Regions from separate parts of the Sus scrofa genome. Here region 1 is linked to region 2. Evidence: chromatin contacts called from public HiChIP or PLAC-seq data. All regions are on one chromosome and are shown on one strand. The core of a region is the stretch at or near the end of the contact, and the rest is flanking DNA. Distances in the headings are between cores, read along the strand shown.

Region 1 (5,499 bases), core at 1,941-4,440, 170 kb before region 2:
CCTAAATTGCTTCACCGACAAAATTATGCAGATGTCCTTCTTGTTCCATCTAGCAGTTATTTTTTTTTATTTTTATTTTTATTTATTTTTTTATTTTCCCACTGTACAGCAAGGGGGTCAGGTTATCCTTACATGTATACTCATGTTGCAACAGAAGACAGATTGGGGGAAAAACTGTAATAGCAGTTATTTCTCAAACAAGGGAGTTCCCTTTGTGGTGCATTGGAAGTGAATCCGACTGTTATCCATGAGGATGCGTTTGATCCCTGGCCTTGCTCAGTGGGTTGAGCATCCTGCGTCACAGACACCGCTCAGATCTAGCGGTTGCTGTGGCTGTGGAGTAGGCCAGCGGCTACAACTCTGATTAGACCCCCTAGCCAGGGAACTTCCGTATGCCATGGGTGCAGCCCCAAAAATGAAAAAAAAAATTTTTTTTTTCTCAAACAAAATGTAAGGGAGTTTGTTACTAGTAGACTGGCCTTAACAAGAAATGTTTAAGTTCTTCAGAAGGAAGGAAAAAGTACAGGTCAGAAATGCAGACCTAAATAAGGAAGGAAAGCACATTAGAGAAAAATAGATACACAAAAGTTCTTACTTTCTTTTTCTTAATTGATCTGAGTTTGTTCAAAATAAGAAAAGCAGCAATGTATTTGGTGGTTATAGCTTGTAGATAAGTGACACACATGATACAAGTTTGGAAGGGACAGAGGGAAGGAATTAGGGAAATTATTGTAATAACAAAGCACCTTCACTACGAGTGAAGCAGTTTAGTGCTATTTGAAAGTGGATTTGAATCAGGTGGAAATGTGTACTGTGAACTGCAGGGCAACCACTTAAGTTTTGAATAAAGGAAGGGTTGGCATGCTAGGACAGAAGAGAAAATGAAGTTATACAAAATAATTGAAAGGAGAGTAGAGAGAAAAAGTAAAAGACAAAGAAAAATCAAGAGTAATGAGTAGAAAACAGAAATGAACATGGTACATAATAATCTGTATCAATAACCACATTAACCATTGGTTTAAATGCACTAATTAAAAGACAGTGTCTGTCAGAGTGGACAAAAAAACAAGACTACTTTCAGATTATTATTAGTGTATAGAAACACAATTTTTTATGTTGATTTTGTATCCTGCAACTTTGCTGAATTCATTTATTAATCCTAACAATTTGTGTGTGTGTGTAATCTTAACCAAGAAGGCAATAGACTTCTACACTGAAAATGATAAAATACTGTTGAACACAATTAAAGAAGACACAAATACATGGAAAGATAGCCCACGTTCATGAATTGAACATTTAAAAAAGTATCCATTGTTAAGTGAGTGAAATTCCTATCAAAATCCCAAAGGCACTTTTTACAGGAATAAAATTATACAGAAAATATAATCCTAAAATTCATATGGTATCACAAAGGACCCTGAATAGCCAAAACAATCCTGAGAGAGAAGAGCAAACCTGGAGGCTTCACACTTCCTTCTATGAGTTGTCTGTTTTTGATACTTTGGGAAAGCGGAATCATTAACATTTCTCCTGTGGCTGGCGTATATCACTTAGCATATTGTCCTCAAGGTGCCTCTATATTGTAGCATATGACAAGATTTCCTTCTTTGTGGCTGAAGAATAGTTCGTTGTATGTATAGTCCACATTTTCTTTATCCATTCATCCCTTAATGGACATTTAGTTTGTTTCTACCTTTTGGCTTTTTATAAACAATGCTGCAATGAACATGGAAATGAAAACCTCTCTTCAAGATTCTGATTTCAGTTTTGGATAAAAGCCCAAGAACTTGGATTGCTGGATCTTAAGGTAGTTCTATTTTCAATTTTTTGAAGAACCTCCATGGTGTTTTCCATAGTGGCTGCCCCATTTTACATTTCCACCAACAGTGCAAAAGTGTTCCAATTTCTCCACACTGCTGGTTGCCAGGGATTGGGGGAAGGAGGAAATGGGACAACTTCTTTTCAATTGGTAGAGAATTCCAGTCATGCCAGGATGGAAAATTTCTCAGACCTTGTGTACCACATTGTGCTCATAGATAACAGTGTTGTACTATACACTTAAAAACTTTGTAAAGCACGTAGATCTTATGTTATTTGTTTTCTAATCACATACAAAATATACACACAAAAAGATCTGACCCTATGTTGCTTAGAGAACCACTTTAAACATAAATACACAGATATATTGAAATTAAAAGGATAGGAGATTATTCCATGCTAACACCAATCAAAAGGAAGCTGGAGTAGCTGTGTTAATTGCTGACATCAGAGCAAGAAAAATTATCATGGATTGAAAAAGGGCACAACATAGTGATAAACAGTCAATCCTTAAAACATAGCGATCTTGTAATGTGTATGCACCTAACAGAGCTTCAAACACATGAGGTAAAACTGGTAGAACTGAAAGGAAAAATAGATGAATTCATTGTTATAAAGGCTTGAATAGCCCTCTACCACCAACGGACAGAAACAGGAGGCGGAAAATCAGTTGAACCAAACAGCACCATCAATCAATTGGATCTGGTTGATATTTAGGAATTCATCATCCAACAAAAGCAGCACAAAAATTTTTCTCAAGCTCATGAGGAACAGTTACCAAAATAGATCACATTCTAACATAAAACACACTATCAAATATCAGTACACAAATAAAATTATGCTTTCATAATACAACGGAATTAACTGGAAATCGATAACAGAAAGATAGGTAGAAAACTTCAAATTATTTGGAGTTCCTGTAGTGGCTCAGTGGTTAACAAACCCGACTAGTATCCATGAGGACGAGGGTTTGATCCCTGGCCTCGATCTGTGGGTTAAGAATATAGTGCTACCTTGAGCTGTGGTGTAGGTCACAAACGCAGCTCAGTTCCCATGTTGCTGTGGCTGTGGTGTAGGCCAGTCTCTACAGCTCCGATTCAACCCCTAGCCTGGGAACCTCCCTATGCCTGGGGTGCAGTCCTAAAAAGACACAAAGACGAAAACAAGCTAACAATCAAACAAAAACTTCCAACTACTTGGACATTAAACAACATACTGTTCTCTTGCACGAAGTAGCATCATGGAGGGAGGGCCCTGGTAGATTGGGGTGGGTGTGGTGGGGCTGGAGGCAGTGGTGTTGAAGGAGGGGCACGTGGTGTCTAGAGAAGAGTTGGCTGCACCCTACTGACCTCGCCTGCAGAGCTTCCAGTTCTATAACTGGGTTGAGCAATGAAGCTACATCAGCTAGTTTAGGAAGTTATATAAATTGTGTACTTACTGGCTGACGCCATGTGATGACAAATGAATCTTCTTGGAAGTGCATGTAGCAAGAGGGAAGTTTGTTCCCTAAGAGTGACCAGAAAAGGGATGGGCCTGCCCTACTGAAAATTCGTTCAGAGACAAAAGGAGTAGTTTACAGAGTGGAAGAGAGGGTGGGGGTAGGAATAAAATTACTCTGTCCCTTGCAGTCTACTAAGTCCCCTGCCATCAATCTGCTTACAGAGATAGGATCACATGTTTGGATTTATACCCTCATCACCAGAGTGTGGTTTCTGCCTGCAGACACATGTATCTGAGGGAGAAAACAAAGGCTTGAGGGCTAAATGCTTAGCTGATAGTCACAGTCAGGAATTGAGAAGAGACAAACCCAAGACCCTGGACACTCCTTCCCAGTGCCTCCCCTTCCCTCTTGGTAGCTTAGCAACAAGCAGCTTCAGTTGGCTCCAGGGGAGAACAGGTAGAGCACTGGGGTTCCCTGGTCTAACATAGAAACCCAACCAGGAAGCTATGTCCTTGTCACTTAGTTACTTGCCAGCCCTGCCTCCTGTCTGTAAACATACAGGGCTCTGGGAGGTGGCCCCTCTGCTGGAGCCTCTCCCTGGAGCATGTGGTCCAGCCACGCCCAACCTGGACACACTCTGTACAACTTAGGATCTCCCGAGTGCCCTGCTCCTCAGCTGCTTGTAGGTCTTCCACCTCCAACCTGATGTGACACTGACACTGCAGCATGGGCTTGTCTGTCTCAGCAGGATACAGGTGGAGGAGAGACCCACCGCCTGGGTTGCTTTGTGGTAAAAATCTGTGCCTTGTCCATGATGCCACAGAACATGTCATGTGCTGACACACTATGTGTCACACAAAGGAAGAGAGAGAGGGGCTCTGGAGCGTCCAAAATAGATGAGGAATAAGAGAGCAACAAAATACAGCTAAGAATTATTTTACACTTGGATGGAAATACATTTTAGAGTTTCTCCAATGAACTTTGAAAAAGGAAAAAGACATTTTACATGACCAGAAATTTCAACTACTCCCAGTCATGTCTGCAAGCTTTCTGGTTTATTGTGGTCACACTCTACTTGGCTCTGGGTTCAGTTGCATCTATTAGGTCAGGATGAGTGCCAGGGGTTTTCCATCTATTCCACAGGGAGTAGATAAATGCCTTCCCTTCAGGAACCAATGAAAATGTGCAGCAGAGGAGAAATGGAACTCAGAGATGGCTTAACAAAGCCCTTCATTTTATAGATGAGGAGACTGAGCATATAATGGAAAGTAATTTGGCCAATTTATCAGTCTCCAACGTGGATGATTTGACCGCGGGAGAAAGAAGACAAGATCTCAGATGTTACAGAAGTTCAAGGCCTGATTTGATTGCTTTTATTCTAGAAATATCATTTGGGGTGCTTTCTAGAGTTGCAACTTCCCAGGAGTTTACAAAGGAAGTAGATGTTGCTGGGCATCTGAGGTTTCACTTTATTGTCTAGACCAAATGTCCTCCCACAGTTTAGGAAACAAACCACTTACCAGACATTCTCTTGGCTCTCCCTGACAAGTTCAGACTACTTCCAGCCAAACACAAACACATTCTTTCTCCCTTCTACATTCCCTTCTTCCATTCCTATTTCTATATCTTTTTTTCCATTGAATTGGCTTTCCTATGAATCCCAAGTAAGAGGAAAGAAAAGCCTCGTGTCCTCATGGCTCATTTGGTTCTGAGCTACTTCAATTCCTTAGGTCTAACTGCCTTCAGGAAAAGGATCTTCTACAAAGTTTACTCCAGTTTACCAGATTTGTGTGTATTCATATTGGTGTTGGCAACAAAACCCCATGAATTATCACTGGTACCCAGCTTTCCAGTTTATGGACTTTTTTCCCCCCCATCAGGAACCACACACAGGAGGATCAAGCAGGATTCTGGCATTTCTGGTTCCTGCTATAAAATATTCTAACATTGCTTAGTTGACTTTAACCTGGGAATACTTGTCAGTCAAAAGCCAACAATCCAATTGTGAGAAAAGCCATAAGTACCACACTGTCAAATCAGATATAAAATGGCTGGATATAAATGTCTGAGAGAGGATTTAAGGTAAAGAGGCAACTTAAAGACAGAAATTATTTCCACCTTTGCTCCCTATACATGCTTTCTAGGTTTGGTTAATTGTGGTCACACTCTCTTTGGTCTTGGGACCAAGGTCATGGTCATGGGTCCTTAGGTGAACAAAAGAAACTGCTTCTTCGTAGAAA
Region 2 (6,388 bases), core at 1,206-3,705:
GAGCCTTTCCTAATTGCTAGCATGAAGGAGAGTCTGAAAGTGCACATGGTGGTTAGCACATGTTTTACAGGCAGAGACTGGTCATGAGGAAACAGGGATGGGAGAGGAGGAATGTAGGGCAATGTAGAAGTTAGCAAATCGTTCTCAGATGACCCATGGATAGACACGCCTGGGGAAGTACATTCAGAAGTTGACATTTACCAAAGAAACACAACATTAGCACATTTTGCAAAGGTGTAGTGGAATGATCTCAAGCCATGCAAAATATAGGAGGGGAAGCAGGGGAACCTGGCATCATCAAGGACCTTCGAGAAAGATTTTTAAGGAGGGAATAATCAGTGTGTTGACTTTGTGGAGCTAAAGTAAGATAAGAACAGAGCAGTGACCCTGGGCGTTGTCCATGTGGAATCCCTGGTGATCTCAGAGTATCCCAGGTGAGTGGTGAGAGGAAGGTGGACTGTGCTTTGCTGGGGAACAGGGCTGAAGATACGGCACAGTGTTAAGAATGGAGCTGCTCTGTGCTGCTCATAGAGAGGTATCTGTATTCCTAGTCATCCCTTTAATGCACAAATGGTTGTTTGCTGTTGATGTGATCCTCAACATTGTCATCTTCACTTATAAAAGGTCTCAACCATCATTTAATGTATGTATCTACTGATGCAGTTTAAAAAAAATGACTGTGTATAATACCTGTGCAATGAACAGTGTTGTTGTTTCTAGCCACTTAATACCATGAACAATGCTTCAGGGAAGGTGTTTGTAGTTGTGCTTTTAAAATTCTTGGGTGAGAAGTTCCCATCATGGCTCAGCAGGAACGAATTTGACTAGCATCCATGAGGACATAGGTTTGATCTTGGCCTGGCAGAGTGGGTTAAGGATTCGGCATTGCCCTGAGCTGTGGTATAGGTAGGTCGCAGACAAGGCTGGGATCTGGCATTGCTGTGGCTGTGGTGTAGGCCAGAGGCTGCAGCTTCCATTCGACTCCTAGCCTGGGAACCTCCATGTGCCTTGGGTGCAGCCCTAAAAAGATTTAAAAAAAAATTTCTTGGGTGAGTTTAGGATACATTCATAAAAGGAGAACAATTGGGTCAAAGGTGTGTTTGTTTAAATACTGATAAACATGATAGATTTTCTGTGGTCTTCTATGTACCAGGGTGTCTGTTTCCTCACATCCTTGCCAACTTAAAGCTAATAGTTATTCGACCATTGACTACATGAAAAACAATTGCTTCGATTTACATTTTATTACTTGTTATTTTTAAGCTCAAAAGTGATGTTGAGCTTAAAAATTTCTGCACATTTCTGTAAAAGCCATTTGTACTTATTTAAAAATTTTTTTATTCAATTAATTTACCACATCTGTAGTTGTATAATGATCATCACAGTCCAATTTCACAGGATTTCCATCCCACAACCCTGCACTTATTTTTATCTGAACATGACTTTTACCTAGCTTCTTTTCTATTAGTCAATCCTTTTCTTACCAATTTGTATTTACTCTACCATATTAAGAGAACTAGACTTATCTGTGATTTATGTTGTTGATGGAGTCTTCATATTTTTCCTGGTCTTATGTCTTTAATTAGAGTATCTCTACCAAATAGAAATAATTATATTTTAATGTAGTCAGAATCAGCAATCTCTTTTTAAATTGAGCTTCACAGCTTTGTGTCATGCTTAGAAGTCATCCCAATTGAAATAACATAATTTACCCACATCTTGGGAATTCTTTTATGGTTTAATATTGACTTTAACATTTTTGATCCATCTGACAAATTTTGCTGTGAGAAGGAAGATCTAACTTCATTTATTGCCCCCATGGCTAATTTGCTAATTAATTCTTTGTCTTCCTACTGCTTTGAAATGCTATCTTTTTTTTTTTTTTTTTTTTTTTTTTTTTTTTAGTAAGTAAAAATCCTCTTTCTTCTCCCACCCCCATACTATCTATACTGGGACCCTCCAATTGGGTCTATTGATCTTTCTATATATTCATGCTTTGTTTTGTTTTCTTGCCACAGGTGTGGCATATGGAAGTTCCCAGGCTAGGGGCTGAATCAGAGCTGCAGCCGACAGCCTATGCCACAGCCACAGCAATGTCAGATCAGAGCACTGTCTGTGACCTATGCCACAGCTCGAGGCAATGCCAGATCCACAGATAGTAGTCAGGTTCCTTATTGCTGAACCATGACGGGAACTCGTATTCATGTGTTTTCTTCAATCAGTGTTTTTTTTTTTTTTTTTTGTTTGTTTTGTTTTGTTTTGTTTTGCTTTTTTTAAGGCCACACCCCTGGCATATGGAGGTTCCCACGTTAGGAGTCTAATCAGAGCTACAGCTGCCAGCCTGCACCCGAGTCATAGCAACGTGGGATCTGAGCTGCATTTTCAATCTACACCACAGCTCTGGGCAACACCAGATCCTTAACCCACTGAGCAAGGCCAGGGATGAAAACTGCAACCTCATGGTTCCTTGTCGGATTTGTTTTTGCTGCAATCAGTTTTTAGTCTTAGTCATCCTACGCCACAACTTTGCTTTGTTCCCTATTTTTCCGGCCATCCTTTTCGTTTTGACTTTCATGATAAACTTGGAAATCAGCTGGTCTAGCCAATTCCAAGGGAAATGCTCTTGGTGAGGATTGTTAGCAACCCCACACCTCGCACAGTCTTCCAGATCTCAGAAGTAAGAAGGCCGTCCTTCCAGGTTCTCAAGCAAAGAACTTTTGAATCCTACTCCTTTCCTCTGTTTCTTACACTTCAAATGTAAATCCACAAGTTCAGGTGTCCATTTTCAAAATACACCTGACATTCAACTCTCTCTCACTTTCTCCACTGCTGACATCCTTTCACAAATATCTTCACCTCGCATCTGGATTATTGCAAAAGCCTAATCTTCCTGCTTCTGTGATTGCTTTTTGAACATTCATGCACATTCAAGCATCCACATTCATGTCAGGGAATTTCCTTGAAAAACAAGTCTGATCCAGTCATTCAACTACTCAAAAAGCTGTCCAATAGCTTAGGTCCTCGTGAAGCCCCAGCATGCCCTGCCCTCTGGCTTTTGTTATCTCTCTGACCTTATCTGTTATTCTCCAGACCTGACTTTCTGGCCCAAATGTTGCCAACCTGCCAGGAACATTCCTGACTCAGAGCCTCCCTGCTCTCTTCTCTGCTGGCAAAGCTCTTCCCCAAGATGTCTACATGGCTCCCTCCCTCGCCTCTTTCTGACCTTTGCTCAGAAATTGTAATCTCGAGAATTTTTCTGACCCCTATGTAAAACTGCAACTCCTCCCCCTGTTTTATTTTTCTTCATAGCACAAATACCCACTTAGCATACTTTGTGATTTTTGTTTATTCTTTCTCCCTCTGCTCCTCACTGGAATGTAAGCTCCATGAGCAGAGTTTATAAAAATCTGTTTTGTTCACAGTGACATCACCAATGACTAGCACACAAACAGATGCTCAATAAATATTTGTTGGCTATGTAAACAGATTAAAAAAAAAGGAAAGAAGAAGAAAATTTACATACTAAGAAGTACAAGAAAAATAAACCATTAAAAGAGACATTGAAAGAGACCTTAAGGTTAAATGGGTCAAATATTCAAAAAGATAATAAAGATATTAGAGGTTATAAGGATAAAAATGCGTTATTTTACACATAACAAAGTAACTTACATTAGCATCAACAGAATATATAGTTACACACACACACACATTTTAATGGCTGCACCAGTGCCATTTGGAAGTTCCCAGGCCAGGGGTCAAATCTGAGTTGCAGCTGAGCCCTGTGCCACGCCACAGTAACATCTGATCTGAGCTGCATCTGCAAACTATGCCACAGCTTGTGGCAACACCGGATCCTTAACCCACTGAGTGAGACCAGGGCTTAAACCTGCATCCTCATGGAGACAGTCTTGGGTCCTTCACCTGCTGAGCCACAGTGGGAACTCCAGAATTTTTATATGTGAAAGTTTAATCCTTGAAATTATAGTGATAACTCTTAATGCATGCCGTACTTGTTAAGTACTGGTAACATTTAATAGCTTTTTAGGGACTAATTTAATCTGAGGAAGGTGAGATGGGAAAATCAAGGCACAGAGAAAGAGGACCTTGCCTGACATTATTCATCTGTTAAATGATGTGACGAACACAGGACTCAGGCCCAGGTGATCTATGCTCCTAACCACTATTGTTTTTCTTTTAAAAAAAAACTTTTCTACATACTTTAATTTCCCAGTGGTATTTTTTTTCCCTGGTTATGACCCTCTTCTGGACTTATTTTTCTTATCTGCAAAATGGAGGGTATGAGGTTAGGTCACATGGTGTGCCGAATTTTATAAAGTAGAGTGTTTGGTAAATTTGTCAAGGGCTGCCTTGCCAGGAACGCCACCCAAGCAGTTTGAAAATTAAAAGGAACAGATTAGAATTTGACCTGGGAAATTCCAAGGACTATTTAGAGGCAACCTAAAAACATTTATTTCCGAAAAGTGCATTCTCCCAAAGGCAGCAAACACAGACTGTGCTTATCTGGAAAGCTCAGGTGAAATCTGAAGTTCTGAGCTGCTCCACGATGTGATGGGTTGAGACCGCCCCCCTGTGGTCATAAAGTGAAGTTGTAGAAGCAAACCCCCTCTCTTCCTTTCTGGGAGAACTCTCCTATATCCTTGTTTCTTTAACTATTTTGTCACTTGATGTAAGACCACCGATGAGACTCTAGACGTGCCAGTATTTTTCATAGTTTGAAATGATCACAGGATAAAATTCCTTTGGGAACATGGTATTCCTAGCCCTTTGTAATCTGGGGCCAGTTAACCTCTTCATCCTTGGTTCCATCTAAGGATGTCTCTCTAGTTCCTGCACATGACAGGCATTCTTCTACCTCTGGGTTTCTGCATACACAATCCTATGGCCTGACATGCTTTTTGCCTCCATTTCTACCATAAGAAACCCCGATAACTTTTGAAAACCCAACTAAAAATTCTGTGTGACCCTTGTATCCTCGCCACCAAAAACCTAATCTATTTTGGGAGGAGTGAGGTACTTCTTCTGACTTTGCATCCCCCAGACCCTAGGACCGTGCAACACACTAAGAACATGGTACCCCTTGCTTTCAAATATTCTTAACTGCATTTTCTCTCAGAAGTTTTAAACGCTAAAAAACAACTAGTTCAGGCACCCATATTTCTCACCTTGACTGTTGAAACAGCCTCTTAAATAGTTTCCCTGCCTGCTTCCATTCTTCTCGTAGAGTCATTCTCCAAACAGCTGCCAGAGGAAATGTCCAAAAATAGACAATAATAGGCCAGTATTTTACATAAAACCCTCTGATGGTTTTCCTTTACCTGCTGGAATGGCCTTTAAATATCTTGATTATGCATATTTGTTAGTAAACTACATCCCAGAATACATCCACAATATAGATTTATTTAGGTGTTCATAAATCACATATATGTACTACTATAGTCATAAATCACATATGTTATAGGACAAAAATAAAAATTTAAGGATTAAAAACATCAGTGATACTTATTTTTGTCAGTATAAAAATCTTATTGTACTAATATCACGTTTTATGGTGAAAGCCCTATCACTGGTTGTACTTGTACCTTTTTTGTACCCTTTTATTTTTTTCTTTTTTGGCTACCCTGCAGCATATGGAGTACCTGGGCATCCGAGCCACAGTTGTGACCTACACAGGTAGAGGTGCAGTGATGCTGGATCCTTAACCCAATGTGCCAGGGAGCAAACCTGTGTCCTAGCACTCCAGAGATGCCACTAATCCTGTTTACAGCACAGCAGGAACTCCACGTAGTTGATTGTTTTTGAAGTTCTTCCTTCAACACTGTGTTACTAAATTTCAGTTTACTTGGTGCTTTATTTAATTGGTTGTTGGAGCAATAATAATAGAAGTTCAGACTTTTTTTCAGCATCTCAATGGAGAGTCTTGTGCAGCTTTTGGTGCAAATGCAAATCTATTTGGAAAATACTGACTTAACAGGATCTGGACTTCAAAATGGCATTTGGGAGTCTTTTAAAACCTGGCCCAAGCTATACTTCCAGCCTGGCTCTAAGCATTGTCTCCTGTACCCTGACATACCTGATTTCAGACAAATTGGACTACTTTTGAGTCCAAGCCTGCACCATACACTTTCACTTTTCTGTGCTTTTGCATATGCATAAAATGTACTTAACTTCCTTTGTCTGCTGGGAATTTCTAGTCATCTTTGAAAAGTATGCACATAAAAGCCATTTGACTTTGAGATTTCCCAAATTCCAGCCATAACCCCTGGACTCAGTTTTCTTCCTCATTTGGTGCTTGGATAACATCTTTACATTCTTCTCAACTCTAATTCTTTTTAGTGTATTATAGGTTTTTGATTTATTGTCCCAATTC

The links. HiChIP or PLAC-seq counts read pairs in DNA pulled down with a chosen protein or histone mark.
Region 1: an H3K27ac HiChIP or PLAC-seq map of alveolar macrophages shows a contact between it and region 2. The contact joins two enhancer-like sites. A contact is called at or near these places in 6 of 47 Hi-C or Micro-C datasets (alveolar macrophages, embryonic fibroblasts, epiblast stem cells and 3 more) and 1 of 2 datasets of contacts at active chromatin or transcription factors (alveolar macrophages).

What each region holds. Positions count from the first base shown.
Region 1 is chr6:152,462,927-152,468,425 of Sscrofa11.1, reverse strand. No RefSeq gene overlaps it. Among named protein-coding and RNA genes, the nearest start is that of CYP2J34, 3.3 kb to the left of the region's middle. Within about 2 kb of position 3,190, at least 8 of the 83 cell types and tissues checked have an H3K27ac peak or open chromatin away from gene starts, as enhancers often do. A contact at or near this core is called in alveolar macrophages, where this site is marked.
Region 2 is chr6:152,287,963-152,294,350 of Sscrofa11.1, reverse strand. No RefSeq gene overlaps it. Among named protein-coding and RNA genes, the nearest start is that of C6H1orf87, 120 kb to the right of the region's middle. Within about 2 kb of position 2,455, at least 2 of the 83 cell types and tissues checked have an H3K27ac peak or open chromatin away from gene starts, as enhancers often do. A contact at or near this core is called in alveolar macrophages, where this site is marked.